Regions from separate parts of the Anas platyrhynchos genome. Here region 2 is linked to region 1. The links are chromatin contacts, called in public Hi-C maps. All regions are on one chromosome and are shown on one strand. Each heading gives the region's core, a stretch centred on a gene start, on an enhancer-like site or on the middle of the called end of the contact. The rest is flanking DNA. Distances are from core to core; before and after follow the strand shown.

Region 1 (6,203 bases), core at 2,284-4,783:
AAGCCCTGGTGCCACCTTTGTGCCTGGATGAAGAGTTCATTAACTAGGTTGATTCATGGCTTCCTCTCGCAATCTGGTGTGAAAACATCGAAGTCAGCTGATCGCCCTGGCTCTCCCCCACGGTTCCAGTCCGTGGTGCTCGTGTGTGGGGGCTGGCTGTGTTTCAGTCTGTCTCCTGTGTCATGCTGAGAATCGCTTTGGTTTGTGTTGAGTTTGGCCTTGTTTTCATGCCAGGTGACAGGCTAGAAAACAGTGATGACGCCAAACATTGGGCAAGGGCAGTGGCTTTGTATTGTTTCAAGTCACATTTGAGATGGACACATCCCCTTGATTGTTCCTGGTGGTAGCTTGAATTCCCAAGCCAAGAACTCTGGTGCCAGTTTCAGTTCAGCAAGGCATAGTCGCGGCATGATTAAATATTCCTGTGATTGTTGTTGTTGTCTCCAAGGAATACTGCCGGATTTGGCAACCCCCCCCTACTCACGCCCTCCTTCTTGCTCAGACTTGACTTTTGCAATTGTTTGCTGGATGTTGTTCCTTCCGGCTCCTCCAGGCATCATCAGCCTTTAAGAATTTGGCAACAGAAGCAGCACAGGTGAGGTGAGTTCATCGCAGCAGAGTGCTTCTTGCTCCTCTGAGCAGCAGAGGTGCTGGCACCTCCAGGACTCCTACCCATTCATTCCCTGGTATGCCCCTGTGTCAGGAAGGGATTTTCTGCCCGTCCAGTTCCCAGCCACGTTCCACCAAAACCCTTGAGGATGGTCTTGCACAGCTGATGTGCATGGGAGGTGCTTTTCCTGACTTACCTGGAGCAGCACCAAGCCAAGTGAGCACATAAGGAGAGAAAGGCACCAGCTCGTGTCATCTGTGAAGGTTTTGCTTCCTGCATTCCTCAGCCCATACAAAATGTTTGACTCTGGCTTAGTGGGCGAGCAGCAGTAAAGGTTTGTTTTCAGGCTGTGGCTCATGCACAGGACCCTGAAAAAGCCCTGATACCGGCAGCGCAGCCTGCTGGTGTTACCAGTGGCAGGACTGGGCACTTGTGAGTTGTGTCAGGTCCTGGGTGGCTGAGATCAGCAGTTCTCCCACAGACCCAGAGCTGGGTTTGAGTTCACAGGTCTCCTGACTAAGCTGTGTCTCAGCTCAGAGGCAGCCTCGCTGGCCAGGCCTGCCCAGGAGCAAAGCAGCTGGGGATGTTTAATTCTCTTTTCCTGCTCAGGAAGATCCTGGCATCCTCCACCTGTGCCCCTGGGTCTGTGTTTGTTGGCTTCCTTCTCTCAGGCAATGCACCTCTTTAGCTGCCGTGCCTCCCCCTGCCTGCAGCAACCAGCAGCCCCTGTGGCATGAATATATTCTGCTGGCTGTTGTTCCCGTGGACACTGTGTTCTCCTGCTCTAAAGCCCAGGAAGCCTTTCTGCCCAAAACCCTTTCTGCCTTGTGCTGCCGGTGTGCTGGCTGCCTCCCAGCCCTGAGGCCCCACATCTCTAGGGCTGTCAGAGCTCCATCTGCTCCTGTGCAGCACCACCCTGGAGGAGCAGCAGCTGTGTAGGAGCAGCACCCTCACGAGGGATGCAGAAACATGAATGCCCCAATGATCAATAAGTCAAAGATCAATGATCAAAGGTCAATAAAGCTGTTGCTGTGCCCTGGAAGCGGCTTTGTGACTCTTGCTCAAGACAGATCAACCCATGCTACTGGTGGAACCGGGCAAACGCTGCCAGCCTGTTACAGCAGGGTCAGAGTGGTTTCAGGTGCTTTGCCTGGGCCTGGGCCTGGGCCAGTTCCAGTGGCTTTGCAAACACTTTTTTTTTTTTCTTTTTCCAACTGTTCTTTTCTCTAGCCACTGTGTGAAAAGACCTTTTGCAAACAGAGGAAGAAAACTGGCAGAAAAGCTGGCTGTTCCAGGAGAACCGAGGTGCAGGTCAAGCTCAAAGACCCATCGAATACCCTGGGCAAGATGCGTACAGATCCCTTTCTACTCCTCTCCTTGCAGGTCTGTGTTCAACGGCGGAGAGAAAGCAAATCCAAGGGCGAACACAGTTTTCTCTCCCTATTACCACGCTTTTCTTGCCAGTGGCAGCACAGCAGCCAGTGGCTGGGGAGGGGCAGGCACTGCAGGCTGGGATCCTGCTTGCACACATGCCCTGTCTTCACCTCTGCTCTGGAAGCAAACCACAGGTCAGCTTTTCCACGCTGCACACGTAGGTGGCTCTCCGCAGGCCGAATGAAAGCTGCTGCATGGCTGGTAACCTGCAAACCATCCGGGTGCACTGGCACACTCCTTAGGAAAACACTGCTATCGCAGGGCAAACAACCCGGCAGGTACACGGAGCACAGCTGGCGTGGCGAGGGCCTCTGGGGGACGTGGGTGCCAGGCTCCAGCCCTGAGGGCAGTGCTTGGATCCCTGGGGATGTGGCAGGGTGAGATGTGGCTGAGAAGTGAGCAGAGAAGCGAGAGAAAAGGATCAGCGTTAAACTGAAAGGGAGAAGTGAGAATTTGGTACCTAACGGGAGAAGCAGGTTGAAGCGATGAGGGCAGGGAACAGAGCAGAGCAGAGAGGACATCCAGTGTCTCCTGAGCCAGGTGGGCAATCGCTGCCCCTCGAACAGGACAGCCTGGGGGTGTGGGTGAGCTGCTAAAGCTGCTGCTCCCAGACACGGCCTCCTGCTTTGCCCAAGGAGCACTGGGGATGCGTGGCAGCCCCCAAGGGGCTGGGGATGGGCCTGGTAGGTGGGAAGCCCCAGTCAGTAGCTGCTGGTGCCAGAGCAAACCTGGTTTGCTGGAGGTCTGTAATGACCGATGGGATGCAGGCACAGGGCAGTGGGTAGGTACGAGGCAGATGTGGCTGTAGCTTTGGGATAATGAGGTTGGCTGGGAGGTGTGCAGGGAACAGGGGGGATGAGGAGTAGGAAAAAGACATTTGACCAAAACAAGATGACCTTTTTTGACCAATTTGACCAAAACCCCCTTCTTGGGGTGGGACTGAGTGCCACATGGGGAATGGGGACCAGTGCAGGACCTGTCACAGCTACCTGGGGAAGGCACAGGAGAGGCTGAGCAGCACAAGCAAAAAGAGTTCCTGTCCCTGCTCAGCACAGAGGGTCTCACACATCCCAGTGCCTCGCTGTGGACCAGAGCCACCATGGCCTTAGCCTCAGCTCCTGGCCCACTGAGCCCAAGCTACAGCTGCTGCAGAGCAGATACCAGCACAGCACAGGCCATCGTGTGCCCCTTTGGCACTGGGGCCCAAGTTTATGACCACCCGTGCTCCCCTGAAACGTGACTTCAGCAATGGTGGTGCCTGGCGCTGCTCCAGGCTGCTCCCAGCACCAACTCCTGCACAGACCGACTGGTTCCAGTACAAACAGCCAGTGTTTGCTGGGCTGTTTGTGTTGCATGTTGTGGTATTTGCACTGTATACAACGGGACTGTTTGTTTGCAAGGCACGAAAGTAGCAAAACCCCACGGCAGTGCGCTCCGTGCAGGCAGGGCTGCATGTTGTGGCAACACAGCAGGCTTGTCTCCATCCTGCCCTGGCGCAGCAGCACAGGGCACCGCTCCCTGCCGTCAGCTTTTCTCCAGGCGTGGCCAGCTCAAGGCACAGGGATGTCCAGCTGTCCTTGCAGAGGAGGGTGGGCTGCTAACAGCTGCTTGGGCATGGTGAGAGTGGGTCGATGGTGGTGCAAGGAGGCCGACCAGCCCCTTGCTGCTACGACAAGTGAGGGCTGGGCCCTTCCTCCTGCGCTGGCGGAGCAGTGATGGGAAGGAGAAGCACTGAGCGGGGCACAGGCTCTGTCTCCACTGGCTGTGGCTTCACTGTGCCAGCTCCCTCTGCCCAGGAGGGCTGTACAGATGTCCCCACATCCTTCCTCCTTGCACACACTGCAACATCCGCTCGCCTGCCGCATCCCATGGTGACATCCACGCACGCCGTGATGGCCCTTGTCGCCACTCATGACGCACTGTTCACCTTCTGCCGGTAGTCCACCAGCAGCTCCTCATCTGCCAGAGGCTCCCTCTTGCCCCACTCTGGATTTCCTCAGCGGTGACACATCTTTCCCTGTCGCACATCCCTGTTGCCCCACGCCAGCAAGGGAAAGACACGGTGCCACATCCCCCTCCCCAGCAAACACTGCCATGGGGCCGTGTGCTCCCTCCTCCCACACACCGTGAGGAGAGTGGGCACAGGTGTTGGTGGTGGGTTCTGGCATTTAACCAGGAAAGCCCAATCTCACCCTCACTGCAGCAATCACAAAGTCATCATGATGGTTATCTGGCTCTTGCCATTGTCCCCAGCAGCAAGCGAGGTGGGTGAGGATGGGCCGTGTCACCCACAAGCCCAGGTTTAAAGCAGCTGGTGGCAGACCTGGGGTACCCAGGGGTACCCAGGTTGGTGACTAGGAGCAGTGGGAGCCAGTGATACCAAGGTTTTCAGGGCTGGCCACTGTATTTTGATAATGCTGTTTGGGGTTTGGCACCTGGCTGTTAGTCTGTGGCCAGTTTGAACTGGCTCACAGCTTTTATAAGGGCGAGATGAGCAAGATGCCAGCAGCTCCAGAAGAGTGAGCACCCAGCAGAGCTGGTGCACGTGGCTCCCAGTCACTGGTCACAATGACAGACCAAGTGCCTGGGCCGGACAGTGCAGCTCCCCAGGCAGCAGATGCCCACCCACAGCTCAGGCACGAAGACACCCCGAGCAGCAGCTCCGATGTCCTCTACCCAGTGGTCAGCGGCAGCATCTTTGCCTCAAGCATCTCCTCAGCAGCAGAACGAGTCCGTGCCATCCTGCAACAGGAAGAGGTGGGGGACAGAAAGTGTCCGCTGCTGTTCATCCAGCTCAATGAGCTGCTCAGCACCCCGGCAGGCCTGGAGTGGAAAGAGATGGCCAGGTAGGCACTCGTGCTGTGGTCGGGCCAGCTGGTGATGCTTGGGGAACCCAGGGTGAAATGGTCTTTAAACTGCTAGGTGCTCCAGCAGTGCTGAGCTGTCTGCTGGGCAAGCCTCCTGCCTTACTCTGGCATGTAAAGTCCTCAACTACAGGGATGCTCGGTTTGCTCTCCCCCTTCCGGTGCCCGTGCTGTGCCTTCCAGGAAATTCTTCTTCCCAATTTTGAGTGACTCATTTCATCTGAAAGTTTCCACCAGCCGTGAGGACACAGTGTCAGGCAAGGTGCAGACAGTGACCCTGCCTTTGCACAGTGCTGACACAAGTATTTCCTCAGTTCTGCTTCTCCATTTCCTGCCTCTCCATGGCCTCAGCATCGATGCTGCAAGCTGGTGACGGGACAGTGCTCCATTGCTCGCTGTCTTTGAGCACTGGCCTGGCACAGCTGAAGCTGAAGCAGAACTGAAAGCATAGCAGCAAGATCACTGTGGGAACACGGGGAAAGTAAGTGTCGTAGAAGAGCTGGGGAGAAGGATGTACCCCGCACTGCACTGGTGTCAGGGGCAAAGCCTGGGTGCAGACCACGAGCAGTCCAGCAACACTGGGCAGCTCTTCCCGAGAAGTGGCTGCAACCTTCTCAGAAACTGCTGGTGAAAATGGGGGCGTGCTGCCCTCCTCAAAAATTCTGGGACAGCGTGGAGGAGTTGGGTCTCAGCCCAGCACGGGGGCTAGGCCTGTGGCCTTGATCCCTGCACACACAACCTGAAGGCCTGGGAGATGATTTGATTTCTTTTCGAGAGCATGGAAGAAAGGCCTGGAAAAATGCTTTGGCCATAGGGCAGCACTGCCAGGGTGGACCTGGGACATAGGGAGAAGGAAGGAGCAGGATGTGGAAAGGGCTCAGGTGCCTGAGGCAGCAGGAGGCAGAAACAACCCGAGGGGGAGAGCTGGGAGCGGAGGAGTAGCTGGAGCTCAGGCCAGGGAGGGAGGATGGGGCCCTGGGGCTGAGGCACCATGGTAGAGGAGCCAGGCCCAACCGTGTGCTGGTGGGGGTAGGAGTGTGGCCAGGATGTGTCCCCTCTCCATGCCACCCCTCCACAGCATGGGAGGGATGATGTGTGCGAAAGGGGGCTCCGGCTGCAGCGGGGGCCAGAGGGTATGGAGGGGAAATGGGTGACACTGCCCAAAAGCCAAAAGTGGGTGTGCTGGGGGATCTCCTCTGTCCTCTGCCAGCATGGCTGTGCCCCAGGCTCCGCCTCAGCCACCATGGGCCCCTCCTGGGCCTGCCTGGAGGAACGGCCAGCACTGGGCCCGCAGG
Region 2 (6,203 bases), core at 2,274-4,773, 49 kb before region 1:
AGCAGTAGTGTCACACTTGCAAGCCCTCATCCTCACGGGGCCGTAAACCACCCTGGCATCTGCTAGAAGGACAGCACGGCGGGGCATAAGCACTGCAGGAGGTGTCTGGAGATTGGTGCTGAACACAGACTCTTCCAAGTGACAGAGGAGCCAGCAAGAGGAGCTCTGTTCCATCTCATGCTCAACAAAGAACTTGTTGGGTATCTGGAGATCAAAGGCAGCCTTGGACTCAATGATCTGCATAGCTGGCTTCCAGCTTAGGATATTATGAGATTCTTGGATGCAGTGACCATGAGGTAGTGGAGTTCAAGATCCTAAAGGTAGGATATAGGGTATACAGTGAGCTCACAACGCCTCTTGGTGTCCAGATAGCAGGCAAGCAATGTGCTGCAGCCTCCAGGGACAGACTTCCCAGCTCATTCTGTCCCCAGGAAATCCTGGCAGGAGACTGCTGGGATGCTGGCATTTCTCCTCTGGTTTTCCCTCTTTTTCTGGGGACCGGCTCCTCCTGGAGCACCACATCTGACATCTGATGGCAACTGCAGCAGCGTGTCCATGGCCGTGCTCCGTGTCAGTGATGTGATGTTGTCCAGCTCCTCAGTTCTTTCTGTACCGGGACTCCAAGAAGTGGTGGACCTGAGCCCCCACTGGAGCACAGTTTGCTCTTCCTTAACACCATAAGCAGATGCCATTTGGTCCTCTCCATCACCGCAGACACTGTTCTGGTGGTGGCATTCAGCAGCCACTGATGTTCACAACCCCAGGCACCAGGACATGCTGGGGGCACCCAGCCGGAGAGCAGCCTGGCAGAAAAGGCCCTGGGGGTCCTGGTGGACACCAAGTTGAACACGAGTCAGCAATGTGTCCTTGCTGCAGAGAGATCAAAGTGTTCTGGGCTGCATTAAGGCCAAGTGTTGGCTGAAGGTCGAGGAAGGTGATCCTTCCCTTCTGCTCAGCACTGGCGAGGCCACTCCTGGAGTGCTGGGTCCAGTTCTGGGCTCCCCAGGACATGAGGGACATGGAGCTACTGGAGAGAGGCCAACCAAGGGCCGTGAAGGTGACGAAGGGAGAAAAGCCCAAACTACCCAGGCAGTGGGACAGCACACCCAGCACCAAAGCCTTACAGAGCAAAAGAAATCAGGGAGGCCGCAGGAAAGTGCAAGGAGAAGGGAGTGAAAGAGAGAAACTGCAGTGTGCTGACAGCAGCCTCCTCCTCCCAGTCCTCCTGCACCCACCAGTGGCCAGGGACCTGGGTGACATTGAGGCTGGGAGAGGAAGGGAGGAAAGGTGTTGTGTTAATGTTTGTCTGTCTCACTACCCACGTTTATTTTAACTGATGATAAATTAAATGATTTTTTTCTTAAGTTAAGCCTGTTCTGCCCCAATGGTGTATGGTAAGCAATCACCCCGTCGTTATTGTGAGTGGGGCTCTGTGGGTTGCTGCTGCTGTTGGGATGAAACCACGGCTGGAGGCTCTGTCAGACCCATCATGGGAGCTCCGCACGTGCCCTGCACGCACTCACCTGAGCATCAGTGGAGGCACCCGTCAAGGATCAGCTCCCTGCTGCAGTCCTTGGGGGATGCGTAACTGCCCCTTCGGCCTCGGGCAGGCATGGGCAACCCACCAGAAATGCCGGGGAGCCGACGGGCCCCTGACTGACCGAGCTCTCTTGTCCCTGCAGTGTACGTCGTGGAGGAGCGGCGAAGGGACGACTCAGGCGAGAGCGCCTGCCTGACGGCGTGCTGGACCGCGCTCTGCTGCTGCTGCCTCTGGGACATGCTGACCTGACTCTGCCGAAGCCACCTCTCGTACCTCTTACTGAGTGCTATGCAGTCTCCCCACTCCTCTCCCGACTCCTTTCTGTTACTGTAATCAACGCTCTGCTTTGCACAGCCAAGAGTTCCTGTCTGTCAGTCCTAGCGCCTTGTTGGGGTGGGGGGTGCACTCCTTATTTTAGTAAAGGGAAATCCCTTTTTAACATTTCTAAGACTTTTGTTGTAACTTTGAAGAATGTGCTCGTGGTGTATTTCAGCCAAAGGCATTCTGATGAAATGTATATTTATCAGTTGAAATTTTCCTAGTCCTAGAAATGAAGATATATGCAACAATTAAAGCCAACAGTTGATTTTCTTTGCTAGGTCACGATTGTTTCAATAAATCTGTCCTGTAGAGAGTGTGCTTCCCCCATCACTGTCTGTTCTCAGCCTCCTGCCTGCACTGACTGCGGTGCAGCAGTGATGGACCTGGCTTCAAGCAGTTAGGAGGCCTGATCCCACTTGGGTGTTTCCAGCATCATGCTGTAGAGCATCAGCTTGGTAAGGGTAAAGAGATGGGTGACAGTAAATAAAGCCATGGATTAATTTAGTGCTGAAGAGCTGCCTGAGGCAATGGGGTGGGAATCAGGCATGTGGTGCAGAAGTGAGGGCTTCACCAGGGCCCCAGCAAGCCTGGGCAGAGCCTTCCCCAGTGCCAGGCTAGGCCAGCACTGGGCTTGGGCACGAGGGTGAAGCTCAGCCCCAGCTCTGTGCGAGGCCACCCTTGCCACTGGGCTCCCCTGCCCAAACCCAGCCTGCTCCGTGCCCAGGCCCAGCAGATGGACACATGGAGCAGGGCAGACATCACGCACTCACCTCCTGGACTTCTGCTTAGGGCTGTAGGGCTTGGCAGAGCCATCCTGCCCACCAGCAAGCAGCAGCACCATGTTCATTGGGCCCAGCTCCACACGGGCCCAGTGGCAGGCAGGAACCGAAGCAAGGTCCAAGCACCTTGTCTGGGCCCTCCTCCAGGGCTGCTCCTGTGAAACTGCAGCCCCAGCATCCAGGTGTGACACCCAGTGACGTGCATCACAGCTCAGACTACGGAGTCGCTTGCTTGAGGGAGGAACATGTCATAGGATGCAGGGACAAAAGTCATTCAGGCTGGCCCAGGACTTGCTATGGGAGGTTTAGGGGGCAGCAACCAAAAGGCAGCGGTGGAGGTGATTTGGAGCAGCTCCTGACAGCCTGATCCTGCCAGCCGGCTCCAGCACAGGTCAGGAGCTTGACTGCAGCCACACGATGCGAGGGGTGCCCAGAGCCAGCAGCACCCCGTGTCTGTCGGGGTGCGAGGAAAGCAGGATTCCCCGGGGACACCCACCCCGAGCCCTATTACCACCTACTGTAAACTCCAGCAGGGGAGGCAGCAGCTGCGCAACACAGAGGCAGAGAGAAGGAGCTAACACAGGCTGTGGGGTAGAGTTTATTAACACTGCCAAGTAGCAGCCGTCACGTAGACCCGCAGTGGTGAGCGGCACCGGCGGAGCTGCCCAGCATCACCCAGAGGGTGCCGCAGGCCTGTCGGGAACCACGCAGCTACTGCGCCCTCCGGGCCATCAGCATCTCTCTGATGTTATCTTCTGCTTCCTTCACGCTTCGTTCCAGGTACGACTTCTTCTGCTGCAAGGCAGAAACCCAGAGGGGAGTTAATGTCCAGCCTGGCACCAGCAGCACAGGGAAGCGATCAGGGCAGAGCCCCCAGCAGCCTGCTGAGGGCGCACACAACACGGCGTGCTGCCCCGAAAGCGAGAGCCGTTTTCATTTCCAGAGGCATCCTGGAAGTGTTAATATTGAATCTCTCTTGCCTGGGCAATGTTTACACAGAGTTTGAATTCTGCTCCCTCTGAGACCTCCTCCTCAGAGCTGTGGGATTATTTCAACAGCAGAGCTGCACAAAGTGTCTGACATCAAATGTAGCAGCGAAGAAACGGAAATCACACCCCGTAAAGTTTGGAGCCCAGAGATAAATTAATATGCTGGAGCCTGCTTATGCTATCAGCAACCCGCACCAGAACCCTTTCACACTCAGGTTAAAAAAGGCTCTTTTTTCCCAGCTGGGTGTTTTCAGAAACCAGACCCTCTTTTCTATCTGCCGCATGTTCAGAAATTCCCTGCCATCATCACAAAATGTGTTTCTTTAATCATCTTTAATTAGTCCAGGCTTGGCAGGGAAGCAGACCAAAGCTGTGCATCCCAAGATAGGAATTCACCATGCAGCATTTTTTCCTGCTCGTCTGGGTTCTCCTAGGTGACTGGAAAAATCTGCAACTGGCTCCCTTGACTATTTTCTCTGGGTTTCCAAACAACAGACACAACAGTCTCCCACGGATGCCAGGCCCTCAGAAAGAAGCCCTGTCCATGTGCTGCCGGACTTTGCTGCTGTGTGCCAGGAAATCGCCACTCCAGTGCTTGCTGATGGGCTGGGGGAAGCCCGGGGCAGGCTCCCCGGTGGCGGGCTCATGGAGGGGTCACCCAGCAGCTTTTGGGCTGCACAACCACCTGCCGAGGCTCACACAGGGCTCCGCAGCCTGTAGCTGCCTGCAAACAGGGCGTGCAGGTGCAGGGCTCGCTGCCCCCATCCTCGCCTCCACAAAGCCCAGCGGGGATCACTGCGATGCGAAGCTCCCAGCACAGCTCTCCCCGGGGTGGTGGCAGCCCCAGCCTAAGCAAATGCTCCTTCACACCTGGTACATCCCCGTCCTGGGGCTGAGCAAGGTGAAAATAACCATGGGCAGGATTATTTTCACATTACAGAGCCTCAGCCTTGAGCATCCTGTCACAGGCTCCACCGAACCACCTCTAAACACGTGCAGAGGAACCCGGTGTGATATGAATGATCCCTCCCAAACCCAACAAAGCTCATCCAAGTGAGGAGAGGAGGGGAAACGGCCTCAAGTTGCACCTGGGAGGTTTGGGTTCAGTATTAGGAGAAACTCCTTTACTCAAAGTGTTTTGTGTCACTGGCAGGGGCCGCTCAGGGAAGCGGTTGAGTCAGCAGCCCTGGAGGTCTTCAAGAAACGTGGAGATGTAGGACTTGGTGGCATGGCTCAGTGGTGGACTTGTCAGTACTGGGTTAAAGGTTGGACCAGATGATCTCAGAGCTCTTTCCCAATCTGAATGATTCTCTGAAAGCCGAGAACAGCTACAGGGGACATGGGAGGTCCTCAGCACTGCCCAGCCATGCATGGGAAACTGCAGAGGGGGAGAACAAAAGGGCTAAAACGCTGCTCCGGGGTGCTCACCCCCAGCCACTGCCTTGCTGAAGCAGACCAGCACTCTGCCACTCAGGGGTGATGTGGAAACGGCACACATTGCCACCAAAAGCACACGCTGAGCAGCACCCTCCCAATGGCTGTGGGCAAAGGGAGGGAGTTGGGTGTGAGCCCCATTTTTGCCAGATTGCAAAAAATGCCAAAGTCAATGCTCCCCTGGCAGCTTCCTGAATGGTTCTTGCACAAACACAGAGCTGGGATGCAGAATGCAGAAGGGAAACCCACAAGCACGTGATAGGGCCCTGCTGCCGTCACTCTGCATCCATCCCCTCACAGCTGACCCTACAGCGACACCTCCGTGCACCTGACAAATTCCCACGCTGCAAGGACACCCCTCCCAGTCCCTTTTCCAACTACTGAAGGACTTTTATTTAAATAGCAAAGGTTGTTAACAAAAGCCAAGGCCATGGCCATGGTTCATCTTTCTTGCCCACAGCCCCCTGACACCCGGGATCCCTGGTGCTTTTCGGAGCTGCTTTTCAGGAAACTGGTGGAGAGGAAGCACCCTGTGGGTTACCACTGCTAATGACTTCCCAGCACGGCGCTGACACCCTGGCAGGGCAGGACTTCTGTGTTCTCCTGCTGCTCCTGGAAGACGTGGATGGATTTCACATCTGGGGAACTGAATGTGAAGGCTGGGAGGGGAGAGAGGTCAGAGAGAAGCTGAATGGGTCTGCGCTGAGAGGAAGCTCCCAGAGTTGCAGCCTCCTGACTCTGCTGGCTATAGGAGGAGAGCAGCTCCAGCACAGCCAATTTCTATGCATTCAAAACATTTTTTTATATTATTCTACAAAACAGACCCTTTATCCACTCCATTCTCCACCTATGCCCACCAGGAAAGAGACATTTGAAGAGATCCCTCTGCTGGCAGCCTGGCTCCTGCAGACAGCCCAGGGCTGGCCACGAGGCAGCATCCGCACACAGACAGGACCTGAGAGGCTTCAAATAATGGTTTGGGGATCCTGACACAGGGGGACTGCAAACATCCACGGCTAGGGAACTGCGCTGGAGAGTCTTTGAGCTCCACCTCCCCATGTACGAGTGGTTTGAGTATCAATCCGGCCCAACACACTGCAGAAGTGCCCATGGGTGCCATGGGGAACGTACACAGACCTA

Evidence for each region. Hi-C and Micro-C count contacts between places; a contact is called where the count stands out from the background.
Region 2: a Hi-C map of subcutaneous adipose tissue shows a contact between it and region 1, with 2.1 times the contacts expected there. The contact joins the enhancer-like site here to the promoter of SLC4A9 in region 1. A contact is called at or near these places in 6 of 8 Hi-C or Micro-C datasets (F1 follicle, liver, skeletal muscle and 2 more).

Annotation. Positions count from the first base shown.
Region 1 is chr14:11,612,531-11,618,733 of IASCAAS_PekinDuck_T2T, reverse strand. It overlaps SLC4A9 (solute carrier family 4 member 9), which reads left to right and starts at 3,533. Exons shown (of 21, transcript XM_038186248.2): 1 at 3,533-4,890. The coding sequence starts at 4,613.
Region 2 is chr14:11,661,396-11,667,598 of IASCAAS_PekinDuck_T2T, reverse strand. PFDN1 (prefoldin subunit 1) reads right to left here. Exons shown (of 4, transcript XM_027468158.3): 4 at 3,216-3,435. The coding sequence ends at 3,352. It overlaps CYSTM1 (cysteine rich transmembrane module containing 1), which reads left to right. Exons shown (of 3, transcript XM_013100909.4): 3 at 1,683-2,172. The coding sequence ends at 1,789. Among named protein-coding and RNA genes, the nearest start is that of CYSTM1, 21 kb to the left of the region's middle. Within about 2 kb of position 3,523, at least 2 of the 8 cell types and tissues checked have an H3K27ac peak or open chromatin away from gene starts, as enhancers often do. A contact at or near this core is called in subcutaneous adipose tissue, where this site is marked.